Regions from separate parts of the Mus musculus genome. Here regions 1, 2, 3, 4 and 5 are each linked to region 6. A link is a contact called in public ChIA-PET, Micro-C and promoter capture Hi-C data. All regions are on one chromosome and are shown on one strand. Each heading gives the region's core, a stretch centred on a gene start, on an enhancer-like site or on the middle of the called end of the contact. The rest is flanking DNA. Distances are from core to core; before and after follow the strand shown.

Region 1 (2,791 bases), core at 259-2,758, 560 kb before region 6:
CTCACAACAATCCGTAATGGGATCTGATGCCCACTTCTGGTGTGTCTGAAGAGTGATAGTATATTCATTTACATAAAATATAAATAAGAATAATACCTTGCAACAGATTATTATTCTCAACTTCAGTATCATTAACTTGCCGTGAGTCCATGGAGATCAGAAGTGGGCATAGAGGATGTGGAACTGGAATGCTGGAGTTACAGGCAGTTTTGAGCTGGAACCCCAACTCTGGTTCTCTGGAAGAACAGCGTGTTCCCACTAAGCCATCTCTCTCTCTTATTTTTTAAACTGTGTTTGCCTGAAAGTATCTATCAGTGCTGTGTGCCTTGCTCTCCTAGGTGAGAAAGGGGCACTAGATCCCGTGTTAGCATTTCTTCCAGGCTCTGCTGCGCAGTTACCTGGCAACAGCCATGTGTGCCTGACTCAATATAAAAGAGGCTGCTTGCGGCCCCCCCCCCCCCACTCTCTTACCTTCTCTCTTCCCTCTCCCTTCTCTCTCCTTTCCCCTTTCCTGTCTGTCTCCACGTGTTCCTGGCCGGCCTCTACGCCTCTATTTTCTCCCTCTCCCCCTCTCTCTTTCCCTTCCCCTTTCCCTCCTCTCCCCTCCCCACCTCCTTCCTCAACTCCCCTCCCCATCTCCCCATGCCCTAAATAAACTCTATTCCATACTATATCCGTCATATGGCTGTTACCTCATGGGGAAGGGATGTCTCAGCATAAGCTCGCAGAGGCACCACCTTCCACCTCACCATACCTCACTCTATCAAGCATATCCCTGGCTTCCTTTTCTTGTTTTATAAAACACAACACCCTGGAACCGGAGTTACAGATGGTCACGAGCTATACTGTGGATCCTGGGAACCTGGTCTATGGGAGAGCAGCAGGTGCTCTTAACTGGTGAACCATCTCTCCAGTCCATTTATTGTTTGTTTATGTGGAGACAGGTCTCACTGTGTAGCCCTGGTTGTCCTGGAGCTCGCTATGTTTACCAGGCTGGCCTTGAACTTGGAGAGATAAGCTTGCTCTGCGATTGAACCACTTACTGGGTGTAGTAAGGTGCATTTTGTAGTTTGGCCTCGATCGCCATTTTACACCAGTATTCTAGCTGTGAAGACACAAGGATGGTGCTTTTAAACGCGACAAATAACATCTAAATTCCATCCTTAAGACCTGGGGATGGTGGCTCACGTCTTTAATCCCAGCACTTAGGAGGCAGAGGCAGGCGGATTTCTGAGTTCGAGGCCAGCCTGTTCTACAGAGTGAGTTCCAGGACAGCCAGGGCTACACAGAGAAACCCTGTCTCGAAAACAAACAAACAAAGTCAATTTTCACTGCTCACCATTCTTAGGCATGGTAGGGAAATACTTTAGAAAGGGGCGGGGAGGGGACTCCTCCTCGCATGCGCACTAGGACCTTGAAGGAGCATCACTGTCAGCAGGACTCCGCCTTTCGCGTTCAATGTGCCTCAGCGACTCGGATCACGTGAACGTCCCGTCACGTGACGCAGGCGGCGTCTGGGGAAATGCGGGTGCCCGGGCAAGATGGCGGCGCACCTGTCGTACGGGCGAGTGAACCTGAACGTGCTGCGCGAGGCGGTGCGTCGGGAGCTGCGCGAGTTCCTGGACAAGTGCGCTGGGAGCAAGGTGAGGGACAGGGCCCCGGCGCCACCAAGCTTGGCCGGGCGGGACTGTGCGAGGCCGTGGGGGCGATCAGGTCGCCCGCTCAGTGACAGCCCCTGGCCGGGAGCTCCCCGACCTGCGAGACAGTTGTCCTTTCCAGCCTGGAAGCACGCACGCCCACAGCCCTCGGCACACAGCTTGTGAAAGACAAGCTGTCACTTCGTAACTTCAACATGGATCGTTTTTTGTCTAGATCGGGGACTTCATAGAATTTCCTTTCTTCCTGTTTTCCTCTCAGTGTTTGAGACAGGGTAACGCTGTGTAGCCCTCGAACTCACTGAGATCCACCTGTCACTGCCTCTGAGTGCTGGGATCGGCTCTCCATTTTATTTTTGAGCCTATTCCTGGCTATATAGACTGTTCCTGCCGGCACTCCTCCTTTCTCTCGCCTCTGGCACTACAGGCATGAGCCATGCTGTGAGGTTTTCTTTTAAGCATTTTTTCCCTCTATTCTGAGATTTATTAATCATACCCCATCCCTCTACAGGGAATGGGAAGTTCTAATCTGAAGAAAAAAACAAAACAGATGCTCAAAGAATCAGTTTTGGGCCCGGCAGTGGTGGCGCACGCCTTTAGCCCCAGCACTTGGGAAGCAGAGGCAGACGGATCTCTGAGTTCGAGGCCAGCCTGGTCTACAGAGTGAGTTCCAGGACAGCCAGGGCTACACAGAGAAACCCTGTCTTGAAAAAACCAAGAACACTCCCTACCCCCACCCACCCAAAAAGAATCAGTTTTGTAAACATAGCTCCAACTAAGTCATTGAGTCAAAAAGGCAGATTATTAAATCACAGGGGGCAGTATTAAACTGAAAATGATGTCGAAATCAGATATAATAGATTGTGTGGACCAGGTTTACAAAGTGTTTCTCCTGGAGGAAGCAGGGATCTTTGATGCCAGTATCATGAAATTTCCCCCTTTGTGGAAGGTTCTTTTCGACCCTTAGGCTATAATGTGACCAGAGCCTTTAAAAATCCTAACTCTAACTTTTAGAAGAATATTCTGGAAAGGTGGCTTAGAGGTGAAGAGGGAGTGTAGCTCTTCCAGAGGAGCCCAGATCAGTTGCTGGCACCTACAGACAACCACTTGTAACCCCAGATCCTTGGAAATTTGAT
Region 2 (2,700 bases), core at 162-2,661, 750 kb after region 6:
GCACACACTCATGCAGGTGCCCCCAGGGACCAGAGGACCGGTTTATATCCTTTAGAGCTGGAGTAACACAGGTGAGAAGCCACCATGCTGGTGCTGAGAACTAAACCCTGGTCTTCTCCAAGCAGCAAGGGCTCCTAATGGCTGAGTCATCTCTCTAGCCCCTAGATGGACTCAGTGAATTATGATGGAAAGAAAGAAAGAAAGAAACTAACAAATGAGTCCCCACTGTCCCCTAAGGCTTTCGAAATGTATGAGCAGATAACAGTCTACACCTTGAAGTCAAATGTCAGAAAATTACATTGAGGCTTGAGACTGGATAAAAGGATTTTGAGAACTTTTCACAGAATGATTTGAAGCACAGGGCTGTAAGACTTAAGGAAGGGCTGGAGAGATGGCTCAGCGGTTAAGAGCTTGGGCTGCTCTTCCAGAGGTCCTGAGTTCAATTCCCAGCAACCACTTGGTGGCTCATGTCATGTCTATGACTGTCTCATGGGATCTGATGCCCTCTGCTGGTGTACATACATACAGACACAACACCATATACAAAAAACAAAACAAAACAAAACATAACTAACCCTTAAAAAATACCTGAGAGACAGAGGCAGGTGGTTCTCCGAGTTCGAGGCCAGACTGGTCCACAGAGTGCATTCTGGGACAGTCAGGTCTACAGAGAGAAACCCTGTCTCAAATTCCTCCCCCATCCTCCCCCTACCAGTAAACACACACACACACACACACACACACACACACACACACACACACACACGATGAGAAGAACATTCCAAATGATATAATCATAAAGGCAGATATGGAGGTTGGATGCGGTGGTGCATGCCTGGCATGAGGCACTGACATAGGGCTGCCTTGGGTTCGAGATTAGTCAGGCACAGAGAGATCCCGTCTAAAAGAACCAAAAAGTTAAGAATTCTTTTGTTTCTCTTATCATAAATAAATCCGTGGACAGAAGTGCTCTGGCGACCTCCTGCGATGTATCCAAAGGCAAAGAAAGTAAAGAAAGTGTTACATGGGGTAAGAAATTCAATGTAACTTAAAGGAACCAAGTCACTTCTAAACATGCGCTGCGGGTCTTTTATTAGAAATACTCTCTTCTAGGCTCTGCCCTAGTCTTGACTGACTCCGAATTCTGTGAGGCTATAGCTGGGAATCTACATTTTTAAAAAAAAAAAAAAAAACAACCACGCAGCACCCAAAGTGTCACAACAGAAGTTTACATCTTCCGATTTTCTGAGGGCTCCTTAGAAAGAGCTGTCTCATACCCCGCCCCCACCGGCCCCGCCCCTCCTCTCCGATTCCGCCCAGGCCCCGCCTATAGCCTCGCCCAGCTCCCGCCCCATTCGCGGGTCTGACTTCAGGCCCCACCTTCTTCCGCAGACCAGTTTGGCCTCGCGAGCCCTTTCCCGTGATACCTAGCGCTAGGCTGTGACTGTTGCCCGGGCAACAGACGGGCCTAGCTCCCCGGCGCGGGCTACTCTGCTAGGCCATGGGGTCGCGGGGTCTCCCGCCGCTCCTGCTGGTGCTCCTAAACTGCTACACCTCTTCGAGCACCCAGGTCATTGCCATCCCGGCTGCGGCCACCCCAGCAGTGACGAAGGAGGATCTCAATTCCACCAAGGCCACCCCCACCACTCTGCAGCCCTCCCTGTCGCCTAGGACCCCGGGAACTCCCAGGGCACCGGAGCGCTCTGGCCCCAGGCCTACCCCGGTCACGGACGGTGGGTACAAAGGGGTGACCCCCCTGGAGCGGGTACACCAGCTCAAAGTTACCCCCTTCTCAGCCTCCCTGTCGTTACCCTCAGGGGGAGATCGGATCTCTGGCACACAAATGCGGAGGGCGGGGCTCAGTTACTCCCTTTTCCGCATCATTGCAGACGGCTGCAGTGGGGTACTAGATAGAAACCTACAGAATGAGTTGAAGGCAGTACTGGTAGAAGAAAGAGTGCTAAGTGGATCTTCGTCCTCTCCACGCAGACACACGGACATGGGCATCCCAGTTGTGTCTAGATTACTGAGAGCCCAGCAGATATTTTCAGGGTGATTAAGTGCGTTTTAGACATTTTTTACCAGCTAAATGGAGTTATTAAACACACCTGTTTCATCCGTATCTACTTACCGCTCGGAATTTGAAGCTTTGGCAACAATTCGTGGTTGTAAATTTAAACACATGAGGTAGTGGACTTAATTGCTCTCTCCCTTTTACCCATCCCAGTGAAGGGAGTATGGCGTTCTTTTAGTGAGTACGCGCAGTTGTCCATGGCTAGAGAGGACCTAGTCAAGGAGGAGCTAATTTGTCTTTCGGACTAAGAAAGCATTTTTCATTTATCAATAAAACTCCCCTTTCCCTTCGTGCCTTTCCAGAGCGTTATACCACTTTCGGGGGGAATTTTTTCTAAATCTTAAAAAAGTATTTTAAATTGTGTGTGCATATTTGTATATGTTTGTGAGGATGGGGTGGATATATATTGGCGCCCTTGGAGAACCGAAGTGGGGAGCTGGAGTTTGTTTGAGAGCTGGCTGACTTGGGTCCTGGGAACAGAAGTTAGGTCCTGTATACAAGCAGTATGTGCTTTTAACTCCTGAGCCATCTCCCCAGCCTGTTCTAGAACCATTCCAGTCTCCTGCCTTCGCCTTCTTTCCTAACTTTGTTCCTGACAGGTTTGCTAAGTGACCCAGACTGGCCTG
Region 3 (2,700 bases), core at 128-2,627, 510 kb after region 6:
TTGCATCTGCTGAAGGAATCTATCTTAAGTCTTGAGGCGGAGCCTTGTGGGACGTCTCAAGTGATTGGGGGGGGGGGGTGGCGTTGCTAAACACTCAAGAAGATGAAATGCTTTATTTTGCAATCTATGCCCTTCATGAAGCCGCATTTTGTGAAGATATTTGCAAATTCAATGCAAAGGGCCTCCTCCCTGTTAAGTATGGCTTCCCACATTCCTCTGCTTTTTAAATTTATTTTGTATGTTTTAGACAAGGTCCAACGTGGAAGACTGCTCCTAAACTCCTTCAGTGTCTGTCCATGACCTTGAACTCTTGATCCCGTGGCTTCCACTTCTGTTCGTGGGATCACAGGCGGGCTCCGTATAGCCTCTTTATATTGGCAAAATTACCTTGCATGCTAGGCTCTGTACAGACCTCACAGAAACAACAGATGATCTGTGGTTTAAGAATAGATTTGGGATTGAAGGCTCCTTCTCTCGCATTGGGGGAAGTGGAAGTCTTATATAGCAGCCATCATTTGGAAGCCAAAGCCAAGCCACCTAGCATAGCTGCTACAGCATAACCTGTGACTTCTATGCAGACGTGTGTCAAAGGCTGTGTGAGCTACTAAAAACGAAATAAAACTTCCTCCTTCCTCCCCCAAGAGTGGGATTCCCTGTCGGGGCACAGAACCCGCAGGGGAAGGAAGGGCTGGTGTTGGCGTGCGATGGAGATGAGGCTTTCGGCTGGGGGTGTGGGATGCGGTGTTCCCGAGGCGACAGATGAGCGCTTTTGGCTGTGTGGGAAGGGAACTGCGGAATTCCTCCCCTTGGTTGCTGAGGGGGGCTCTGAAGGAGACATTAGGATGCAGAGCACGGCTCGCGCTGCCCAGGACGCGGAGGCAAGCCAAGGACACCAGTGCGAGCGCGCCTCGGCCCCCCTGCGTTCCCGAGCCTCCCTGCCAATGCGCGGTCCCAGCCAGTCCCCAACCTCAGCGGCAGGGCAACCAGCACAGAGCGCCCACCCGTGAACTCCGCGCTCTATCCCCGCGCGCGGTCGATACGGGAAAAGCCGTGGCCCCGGAAAAGTCAGGCTCACCCTCCGCCCGCGCCGGTGGCCGCAGCGCATCGAGCACAGCGTGGACGCAGAGGTGGCCCTGGCCCCGTGCGCGCGCACAGGCGCCGCGCGCGGCCTCGATCCGGGTTCCTGGGGGGCGGCGCGCGGGAGGAGGCGGGGCCTGCTGGCGGCGTGGGCGCGCGGTGCGCGCGCGCGGGAGGGCGCCGGAGGAGGGGGCGGGGCCGCGCCGCCCGCGCCGCGCTGGGGGCTCTCTCGGCCAATGAGCGGCGTCCACATGCCGCGGCGGCGGCGAGAGGGGAGGCAGCGGCGGATAAATGCTATTAGAGCAGCCTCCGCGGAGCCGTCCCCGACGCCGCCACCTCCCGTCTCCTCCGCCGCAGTTCCCTCCGCCGCCGCTGTCGGGGGTGCAGAGCTGAGGGGCTCGGGCCGGCGCGCCGCGCAGCTCCTCTCCCGTCGCCTGCCTCGCGGTTCCCGGCGCCGAGGGCTCGGCCCGGCGCCGCTCCTCATCTGCGCCCCGTCTCCTCGGCGCAGCGCCCGGGGCCTGCGCTGCCCGCGGCCGGCTGGCAGCTGCTGAAGCGACCCACACTCGCGGCGGGGCGGGAGGCTCGCAGTCCCTCGGGCGGGCTCGGCGAGGCCGGGCCGCGTGCGGCGGTTTCTGGGGGAGGGGGCTCGGGTGATTCAGCGCCCCGGTCAGGCGGAAGCGGCCGCCGCCGCCGCGGAGGAGGAGGAGGAGAAGAAAAAGGAGGGGACAGCTGTCCGCGCCCGGGCGCCCGCGGTGGCACGAGCCCGCGGCCGGAGTGCGAGGCGGTAGGCGAGGAGGCCGCGGGGACGCGAGGCGAGGCCGGCCGGGGCCCCCGCAGCCATGGAGAACGCTCACACAAAGACCGTGGAGGAGGTGCTGGGCCACTTCGGGGTCAACGAGAGCACGGGGCTGAGCTTGGAGCAGGTCAAGAAGCTCAAGGAGAGATGGGGCTCCAACGGTAGGTGCGGGGCGCCGGGGCTGCAGCGGCGCGGCGCGGGCCCGAGCGCCAAGGAAGATGGCTGACCCGGCTCCACCTCGTGGGGCTTGGCTCGGCGCGGCGCCCGACGGCTGCGAGAGGCCGGGCGGTCCACGCGCGGGTCTGGGCCATCGCCGACCTCTAGGGGTCTCGAGCCGGTGACCTTCCCGGCCGGCGCTCAGCGAGTCGGATTGGGGGGGGGGGAGAGGGAGTGGGAAGGAGGGAGGAGGTTCCTGCGGCTGGGCTGAGTCCCCCGCGGATTTATGAGGCGTCGATGTTGTTGAGAAACCCTCGGACCGTTTCTTGTGCTCCCCAAAGTTGCACATCTGGCAGAAGTGATGACCCAGCTGAAATGACTGCATGGTCCTGGAGGCCGGAGAGGGCTTACGGGCAGTTCCGAGGCCACTGATTACCAGGGCTGAATAATTTTCTCGGGGTATCAAAGTGGAGACAGATTGTTGTACGTTCATACACCTATATCCGCCATTCAGACAACGATGGTGGTGAATTTAGCAGTTTTTAATAAAAGCGCTAATACAATATCTTCATTTTTCTTTCTGCTTTCCTCCTGACACGTTGCTGTCGAATTTCGGCCTTCTAGAATTGCCGGCTGAAGAAGGTAAATAATATTAACATGTTATTTTGGAG
Region 4 (2,700 bases), core at 7-2,506, 660 kb after region 6:
CTTTGGAACGGCTTATAAAGCCACCTTTTTTTTTTTCTTTTCCATTTTTTATTAGGTATTTATCTCATTTACATTTCCAATGCTATACCAAAAGGCCCCCGTAGCCACCCACCCCCACTCCCATACCCACCCACTCCCCCTTTTTGGCCCTAGCGTTCCCCTGTACTGGGGCATATAAAGTTTGCATGTCCAATGGGCCTCTCTTTCCAGTGATGGCCGACTAGGCCATCTTTTGATACATATGCAGCTAGAGTCAAGAGCTCCGGGGTACTGGTTAGTTCATAATGTTGTTCCACCTATAGGGTTGCAGATCCCTTTAGCTCCTTGGATACTTTCTCTAGCTCCTCCATTGGGAGCCCTGTGATCCATCCATTAGCTGACTGTGAGCATCCACTTCTGTGTTTGCTAGGCCACCTTTTTAAAAGGTTGTCTGCACAAGGATAATCTGTGAAAAACGCAACGCGTGCCCAGCAGCCAGTGAGGTGCCTTCACTTTAACCTTCATCAGGACAAACAGCAGTCCCCCCCCCCAACTTTAGAGAGCAAAGAGTGCCTTCGAAAATCGGATTACAAGGACGTGTCTGCACAGAAAAGTCGTAGGGACAGCAATCTATTGGGGGGGACGGGCCTAAAGGTCTGATGCAGACTGGGTAAGCTAAGGCTCTCCGAACAACCCCGCGCATCTCCGCAGGCTCCAAACGATCCCCACGACATCGCTCAATGGGGCCGCAGCGGCCACAGGAGACGAGCAGTCCCCTTTCCGGGTCCCCGTCCGGAGTGGCGGCCAGTGCGACGGCTACTTCGCGCTCTGCCCCGAGGCCGGCTACCCCCAGCAAGCCGGGAAGGACCAGGAGGGAAGAGACGTGCGGTCACACCGACTGCCGGAGCCGATCTCGTGACCGGGTCCGGCCGCCGGGTCCGCCTCGCACGCCCTCTGGCCGCTGGGGCGAGGGGGCGACATCAGGCCGAGCCGCACCCTCAACCAGCCGCGGTCCTCCCGTTCCAACTCCGCGGCCACCCGGATCCTCCTCGCGCCCCCACCCCACTCCCTCAACCGGACGCCGCAGCATCCCGGCCCCACCCGGGTAGCAGCCGCCGTGGGGCTCACCATCCTGTCACCAGGGCTCCGTTCAATCACCACGAACGCCGCCGCCCTCTTCCTCAGGCTCCTCGGTCGACCCGCCCACTTCTTCCGCCACCAATGAGACGCGAAGTTGGCAAGAGCCTGTCTTACGGGGGCCCGTAAGGGTCATTTCCCGTCAAGGGAAAAAAAAAAAAAACCCGGCGCTGCAAGAAATCGCTCGTGGGCGGGGCAAAGGAAAGGCTGAGCTCGCGGAAAGTGCGGGGGCAACATCCGGGCACCCGCGGCTGGCGCGCTTGCGCCCTCCATGCCTGCTCTGCCCGTAGCCATGCTGAAGTGCGGGATGACGGGCGGCCAGGTGAAAGGTGGAGCGGCCATTCTTGCTTTGCTACTTAGAAGAGGGAAAAGTCTAACGCCTCGTGCAGGGTTTATCCATCGTCTTCTTCGGCCTCCTCCGCCATTCTTCGCCACGACTGAAGCTGCCATAGCGCGCCTCGCGAGGGCCATGCTGGGCTTCGAAGAGCATGCCAGCCCCGTTCCATTTGATTTATGTCCAGGGTTTAATTCGGTGACCGAGAAAAGAATTGTGCCATTGGGCCTTAAACTCGGATTGAGGAGGGCTGATGTGGAGAGAATTCAAGGGGGGAAATAATACTTGACCAGCAAAAGTATTTTTGAGCTGTGGGAAAACCAACCTGCTGCTTTATTCGACATTCTGCCGGAGACATTTTTTTTATTGTTGTTGGGTTTTGTTTTTGTTTTAATATATAATCTCGAACAATCCTCTCTGTCCCTCAGTCGAAAAATGAGACTAATATTAGCCCCTTCGTTGATAGAGGTTGTTAGAAGCATGGGCTAAATAAAAAGTCCATGTAGTGAGATCAGAAATTAGAAAGACTGTGTGGAGAACTGTATAATACATAGCCTTATAAGGGGGGTGGGATGCTTGGGCTGGGGACCGGGTTTGTGTGTAGACAGACCAAAGAAGGGCCAGTGTACCATCCCCCTTCAGAGGTTGGGAGAACTCAAAATGAATGAGAGCATTAGCACGGAAATTGGCTTGCAGGAGAAATAATGTTGAATTTTATGTCGATGCATATTTATTGAAGTCTTACTGTGTATGTAGGTAAGGGTATACGGCATTTCCTAATGTAAATTAGTCTATAAAACGCTGTGTGGATCGGCTGAGTAGTTTAACTCCCAGGTGTATCTTGACCAAAAAGTTCAGTGTAATCACTTAACGGGAAATTGTTCGGACATATTCAGGAAAAAAGGATTTCAAACCACTGTTTCCAGCTCTGTGGCATCACATACAATTAGGACACCGTGTGGTGAATTCCTGTCATGGTGCCTCCTCTCATAGTGATGCACTTTGCTAAGGCTTGACACAGCATCAAAGTTGAGATCGTTATAGTCTAACAACATGTTAACCTAGCCTAGCATGTTGGAAGCCAAGATGCTCAATGCTGTTGTCGTATGGATAGCCCATGAATGGATGCAAGTGCTAACCACTTAGTTTCCAGCCTTTAGCCCAAGATCAAGCGTAGAGCAATTAGTAGAGCCAGGATGAAATGGGTTAGTCGGAAAAGGCCTTGAAGTTTCGGAAGGATGAAGTTTGCC
Region 5 (2,700 bases), core at 3-2,502, 890 kb before region 6:
TTCACTATCCCCAAGGCTCCTTAGCTTCCAACAAGCTTTCCTTACAAAGGAACACCAGTCAGGCTGGGATCAGGCTCCTGGTATCTCTCTACTTCAATTGGCCAGGAAACTCCTCCAGGCCAGGACGCAAGACCCAAGTGACCCTGGAAAAGAAGGAGTCATCTACCAACCCATGGGTCCTCACTAGGCTCCCCCCCTCTTCAACTAAGAATCCACCCAACAACCAAGACAGTTGGGGGAGCGAACACGACCAAATGTGAAACTATCAATATCAGGTATAAAAACCAGCGAGCCAGTCGTTCCAACACTTACCTCCACAATAAAGGACTCGAAGAGGGTAATCCGCATCTAACTTGGCACTGTTCTTCGTATCGCCTTTGCAATCCGCCCCGCTGGATTCAGAAATGTCAGTAGCCATCTCACAAACCTGGAAACAAGAATGACACACACGACTTCACTATCTGAGAAGCTCGACCCCCGCCCCCCAAATAAGCAGCCTTGGGGGTGGGGTGCAGTCTTAGCTTCCACTGTGTATCCCCCAAACACCAAAGCTGTTTTGAGTCTATTAAAAGAAGGACACGAAGTCTCATTAGAGTCACTGATGATCAACTGGAGCCTCATCTACCTGCATCCACGGGTTTACAGGGAAGCGAGAATTAAATGGGGCCATGAAGGCTGTGTTGGGGCAGGGGCAAAAAGGGACACCAGAGGAAAAGAGGAAGCAGTAAGGGGGACAGAGTTGGGCTGGTGGCTTCAACAGAGACGGGGCAGGTCTGAGGTTGCTATGGGAGGGATGCAGCCTGCAGTTAAAAGGCTATGGACACCTTGGCACGACAGGGACGAAGTCACTCGAGGTGCCCAGAATGCAAGGTGCGGCGACAGCAAAATCCCGAAAAGAGACCAAGCCAGGGACAAGGACGGCAATGCCACAGCCTGGGGAGGGGAAATCGGGCCAGGCCTGGGGAAAAGGACAGGTAGCCCGCTGGAAGGCTGGGCTAAGGGGGACATCCCGGGGACTCCACAGGAGGCCCCCATGTGGGCGGGCGTGGAGACGCCCGGCCCGGCCCCCTTCCTGCTTTAGGCAGCGCCTGGGCCGCCTCGGCAGCGCCGCCAGCTCCCGGGGAGGCCGCCGCAGCAGCGCGAATGAGAGCGCTCATTACCCAGCCGGTCGCACGGCCCCCGCCGCCTCCGCTCCCGCCAGCTGAAGCGACACATGCAACTCCTCTTCCCGGCCACGGCTGCCCCGAAATTCGCTGCTGGGGCGCGCTCGCGCGAGACAATGAGCCTTTATCGCGATATCCCCGGCCAGCCGCTAGGAGGATGTCGCGAGACGCCACCGTGCCGGGGTGGGCGGGGCCCAAAAAGGGAGGAGCATGCGCCCATGCGTGGAGCCCGGGGGAAGGGGTGTGGGGTGGGGAAACGGGACCGAGTTGCGTAGAGGCGGCCGGACGGTAGGGGGCGCTGGCTATCCATTGGCAAAGGGGGAGCCAGCGGCTCAGGCTGTCCCTGCGCAGTGGGGCGTGGACTGGACTGGCGCAGAGGTTCTTGAGTCACAGGTGACTCTCTATTAATGATGTGGGCAGCCTTGCCCCAGTGTCTGGGCTACATCCTAGTGTCCCGACTAACCACTAACTAGCCTGATGCATAAGTCACCCCACGGCGTAGAGATGGTGGCTGAATGAGACATAGGGTTTTATTTCATTCCGATTCCCTAAATAGGAATTACTCGTGCAAAGGTCATATTAATTACTGTTTGAATTTATTTCATCAGGCTGACGACTGTTCCCATATGCTCCTTTTTGCATATTTCACCTTCTACGTGTTCTATAACGGGGATTTTCCCATCCGGTCTCAGGATTTCTGGTTTTAACCACACGGGTCCTTGTCTAAATTTTGCTTCCTTGTTTTTAGTTTGGGGAAATCCCTTCATCTGCATACTCAGCCCAAGTCCCACTTGTGAAACAGGAATAGCACTGGGACACTTTCGGAGCTCAGAAAGGGCCTGGTAGAAAGACCATTGCGTTTTTGCTTTTAACATCACCTTCATGAACTAAGCTACCCAAATATGGCCCCCCTCCCGGAACTTTCCTTTGGTGCCGGGAATTGAACCCAGGGTTTTGTGAATGCTACAGAAGAGCTCTGCCTTGAGTTACAGGCCCAGCCCTAATCCCAACACTTGGGAGACAGAGGCAGGCCAATGTCTGAGTTTTAGGCCAACCTAGTCTACAAAGTTCAAAGCTGTTGGCCTGTAAGCGTAGGGCATTTGTGTTGAACGTACAAGGCTCTGGGTTTAATCTACAGACTGGAAAAAAAAACCCCACACAGCAAAGATGTACATTTCGCTAAGCATGGTGGGTGATATGCACCTTTAATCCCAACACTCAGGAGGCAGAGGCAGGTGGATTTCTAAGTTTGAGGCCAGCCTGATCTACAGAGCAAGTTCCAGGATAGCCAGAGCTACACAGAGAAACCCTGAAACCCTGTATATATGTGTGTGGGTGTGTGGATGAGTGTTCGTGTGTGTGTGTGTGTGTGTGTGTGTGTGGTGTGTGTGTGTGTGTATGTGTGTGTGGGTGTGGTGTGTGTGTGTGTGTGTGTATGTGGTGTGTGTGTGTATGTGGTGTGTGTGGGTGTGTGTGTGGGTGTGGGTGTGTATGTGTGTGGTGTGTGTGTGTGTGTGTGTGTGTGCATTATATGCCT
Region 6 (2,753 bases), core at 75-2,574:
ATGTCATCGAAAGATAATAACAGCTCCAGGCAAACTCCAAGACAGGCAAGCCTGAAGGTATTCCTAGAGTTAAGGTCTGGTGCCTAACCTGCAGCCTCCAGGGGCGCCTCCTGCAGAGGCTTCGTACCACCTTCTTGGGACTTGAGGGGAGGAAAATATGCCTACCTCTTCATCAAGCAAGAGCCCTTTCAAGGGGAACATGTCCCACCCTCCTCCCCCACACCCAGTGACTCAGAGGCAAGTTTCTAGAGAAGAAAATGAGGGTGGGGAGTGGCACTCAACCCCTAGGCTGAGGCTCTTGGAAAATGCGGTGGGGTGGGGAGTGTAAAAGGGAGTAAGAGTTAGTGGAGTATGGGGAGGTGGAACGTATTGGGAAATCCCCTCCAATATTTGATAAAGTCTTGTTAATACCTTCCGGCCTTAGGTGTGCGAGAAGGCGCGGCCACAATGTAGCTCATCTTCATCTCCTGACACCTGTCCTCAGTGGGCTGGACCTTTTGCATCCTTCTTGTCCCCCTGATTACATGCAGGGCAGACTTCTTACATAGCAACTTCATGAAAGCAACATTCTTTGTAACCCTAACCTCTTTGCCGCGACAAGGTGCCCGTCTAAAAACACCTGCGCGTGGGTATCTCTATCTCTGGTCGTCCACCTCGCCCTCACAGCTCAGCAGCCTCTGGCTCCCCTCCGGCGCCTAGGACAGCTTTCCCCAGCTCTTCCCCTCACCCCAGGCACGCCCAGCCCGCTCCCAACTGTGGGCCCCGTCGGGGCTGCGGGCGGGAGCGGCCGAAGCAGGAAGAGGGGAGGAGGGCAGGGAGGCCCGAGCTCACCATGGCGAAGCCGGAGAGCAGAGCCGAGGTCCGGCTGGAAGCTTTGAGCTTGGCGCGGCTTAAGTAGAGCTTGCGCCAGGACAGCGCCTGCATCGAGTGCTCGTTGAGGCTCATCACCTCGGAGTAACTCTGGCCGATCCAGTCCGGGTAGCTGACGGCGGGTGGCGGCGGCGGCAGCGGTGGGGCCCCCGAGGGCTCCCCGTCCCCGCTGCGGCGGCGGCTCCGGCGGCTGCCGCTAGTGCTGCTGCCGCCGCTCACGGGAAGCTCCGGATTGCTGTGACTCGGGGGCGGGGCAGGCTCCGGATGCATGGAGTACGCTGCGAAGGCGCGGCTGGCGGCGAGCGCCTGAGAAGGCTGCGGCCCCGGGGCCGGGCCGGGCCGCGCCGCACCTCCGCCGGCCTCCCACTCGAGCCGGTCTCCCGCAGCCGGACGCACCGGATCCGAAGGCCGAGGCACTGGCTGCAGAACCGCTCCGCAAGTTCCAAGCGGCCGCGACCGGAGCCTGCGTGCCGACCGGCGTCCGGTCCCAAGCCGGCACCTCCGCGAGCTCCACGATTGGCCGGCGACCCGAGGTTATTTGCATACGCCACACCCACGAACACACCCCGCCCACAAGGCGGTGGGCGGTGTCCGTGCGAGTGACGTACCCCGCACCGCCTCCGACGGCTCCGCCCCCAGCCCCTGGCTCGCCTTCCTGGAAGCGCCCCACGCTGTCAGGCCTCGCTTCTCTTTGCAGCTGCTCCTGTGGCTTTGCTCCCGGAGCTCTTGACTTAGGCCATCCGAGGTCACCTCTGGGCGCCTCCTGAGGCCTATTTCCTCCTTGGAACAAGGTGGCAAAAGGTCTGTTGGAAAAAAGAGCAAGCGGAGGGCTACTAGAGTTCAGTGAGCGGTTATTGAGCGTCTATTGGGTGCCAACACGGTCCCAGGCACCGAGGGCAGGGTGTAGGCTTGTGATTGAGACGGACAAAGTCGATCCCGAAGATGTTATGCGTGCCTGGAGTCCCAGCATAGAGGAGACTGGAAAACAATGAGTTTGAAGGAGGAGTGAGCCCTTGCCTCGAAACACAAGAGGGACAAAATTCCCTGCACCCTTGCAGCCAACACTCTTGTAGAAAAGACACACAAACATCGAGTCAATTATAGTTCAGGAGACTGTAAATGTGTACAGAAAAAAAAAAGATAAAAAAAGGTGGATAGTAACAGGGTTTTTATTTTAATTTTAGAATGCTAGCCCCCGTTTGTATTTATTTATTTTTGAGACTACATAGCTCTGCCTGGTTTGAAACTTGTTATATAGACCAGGCTGGCTTCGAACTCACAAAGAGCCATCTGCCCAAGCCTCTGGACTACTGCCATTAGCATGTGCCTGCCATTAGCCTGTGCCTGCCATTCCCAGACCCCTCCGTAGCGTTTTCTATTCTGCAGGAGGCAGACTAAAAAGGTTCACACCTTGGGAGTCTCATCTGAGCTGAGACCTGGGCCAGCAAGATAGGCGCCAGGACCTAAGGGAAGAGGAAAATAGGGAGGTTCAGGGTGGGGCTCAGGAGATACCGGTAAGGTAGGGAGGGCACTGGGCTAAGGAACTTTAGGACACGTTAAGAGCAGTCTCACCGCTTTAACCCCCAGCCTTCAGAATGTTTCTTGGCACATACTCCACATTGAAGAAATGCTTGTTGACTGAATACATGTGGGAAAAACAAGAACAAATGATAAATTTAGATCCCAGTCAAATAAATCCTAAGCATGTGGTGTGGCACTCCAGGTCTAACAGTGTGAGAGTTAAACTCTTGTACAACCGCTAGAGGGCAGCCCTTCACTCAACCACATGGCACAAAAGAGAGGCCTCCTGTGGAGTTTCTGAGATTCCCCTAGCTGCTGCCTTCCCAGGTTTACAAAGATTGAGAACTTGGGGCTGGCATGGT

The links. Promoter capture Hi-C pulls out the DNA fragments that hold promoters and counts their contacts. A called contact is a pair of places that touch in the nucleus more often than the background predicts. ChIA-PET counts read pairs in DNA pulled down with a chosen protein or histone mark.
Region 1: a promoter capture Hi-C map of pre-B cells shows a contact between it and region 6, with 3 times the contacts expected there. The contact joins the promoter of Vps33a here to the promoter of Orai1 in region 6. A contact is called at or near these places in 1 of 39 promoter capture datasets (pre-B cells) and 1 of 115 datasets of contacts at active chromatin or transcription factors (bone marrow-derived macrophages).
Region 2: a contact with region 6 is called in a promoter capture Hi-C map of pre-B cells, with 3 times the contacts expected there. The contact joins the promoter of Tctn1 here to the promoter of Orai1 in region 6. A contact is called at or near these places in 2 of 39 promoter capture datasets (liver and pre-B cells) and 2 of 9 other capture datasets (adipose tissue and liver).
Region 3: a contact with region 6 is called in a Micro-C map of embryonic stem cells, with 9 times the contacts expected there. The contact joins the promoter of Atp2a2 here to the promoter of Orai1 in region 6. A contact is called at or near these places in 1 of 39 promoter capture datasets (liver), 1 of 484 Hi-C or Micro-C datasets (embryonic stem cells) and 2 of 115 datasets of contacts at active chromatin or transcription factors (bone marrow-derived macrophages and pancreatic cancer cells).
Region 4: an RNA polymerase II ChIA-PET map of memory CD8 T cells shows a contact between it and region 6, with 15 read pairs. The contact joins the promoter of Vps29 here to the promoter of Orai1 in region 6. A contact is called at or near these places in 2 of 115 datasets of contacts at active chromatin or transcription factors (bone marrow-derived macrophages and memory CD8 T cells) and 1 of 9 other capture datasets (pancreatic islet).
Region 5: a promoter capture Hi-C map of pre-B cells shows a contact between it and region 6, with 2.7 times the contacts expected there. The contact joins the promoter of Denr here to the promoter of Orai1 in region 6.

The regions. Positions count from the first base shown.
Region 1 is chr5:123,571,732-123,574,522 of GRCm38.p6, reverse strand. Vps33a (VPS33A CORVET/HOPS core subunit) reads left to right here and starts at 1,508. Exons shown (of 13, transcript NM_029929.3): 1 at 1,508-1,643. The coding sequence starts at 1,542.
Region 2 is chr5:122,263,171-122,265,870 of GRCm38.p6, reverse strand. It overlaps Tctn1 (tectonic family member 1), which reads left to right and starts at 1,411. Exons shown (of 14, transcript NM_001039153.3): 1 at 1,411-1,733. The coding sequence starts at 1,502.
Region 3 is chr5:122,500,902-122,503,601 of GRCm38.p6, reverse strand. It overlaps Atp2a2 (ATPase, Ca++ transporting, cardiac muscle, slow twitch 2), which reads left to right and starts at 1,377. Exons shown (of 20, transcript NM_001110140.3): 1 at 1,377-2,034; 2 at 2,654-2,671. The coding sequence starts at 1,917.
Region 4 is chr5:122,352,884-122,355,583 of GRCm38.p6, reverse strand. Vps29 (VPS29 retromer complex component) reads right to left here and starts at 1,256. Exons shown (of 4, transcript NM_019780.2): 1 at 1,108-1,256. The coding sequence starts at 1,110. Rad9b (RAD9 checkpoint clamp component B) reads left to right here and starts at 1,379. Exons shown (of 13, transcript NM_001382853.1): 1 at 1,379-1,445. The coding sequence starts at 1,409.
Region 5 is chr5:123,905,827-123,908,526 of GRCm38.p6, reverse strand. It overlaps Denr (density-regulated protein), which reads right to left and starts at 1,252. Exons shown (of 8, transcript NM_026603.4): 1 at 1,161-1,252; 2 at 313-427. The coding sequence starts at 418.
Region 6 is chr5:123,013,645-123,016,397 of GRCm38.p6, reverse strand. It overlaps Orai1 (ORAI calcium release-activated calcium modulator 1), which reads right to left and starts at 1,324. Exons shown (of 2, transcript NM_175423.3): 1 at 832-1,324. The coding sequence starts at 1,140. It overlaps Gm2479 (a long non-coding RNA gene), which reads left to right and starts at 1,371. Exons shown (of 3, transcript XR_387710.4): 1 at 1,371-1,671.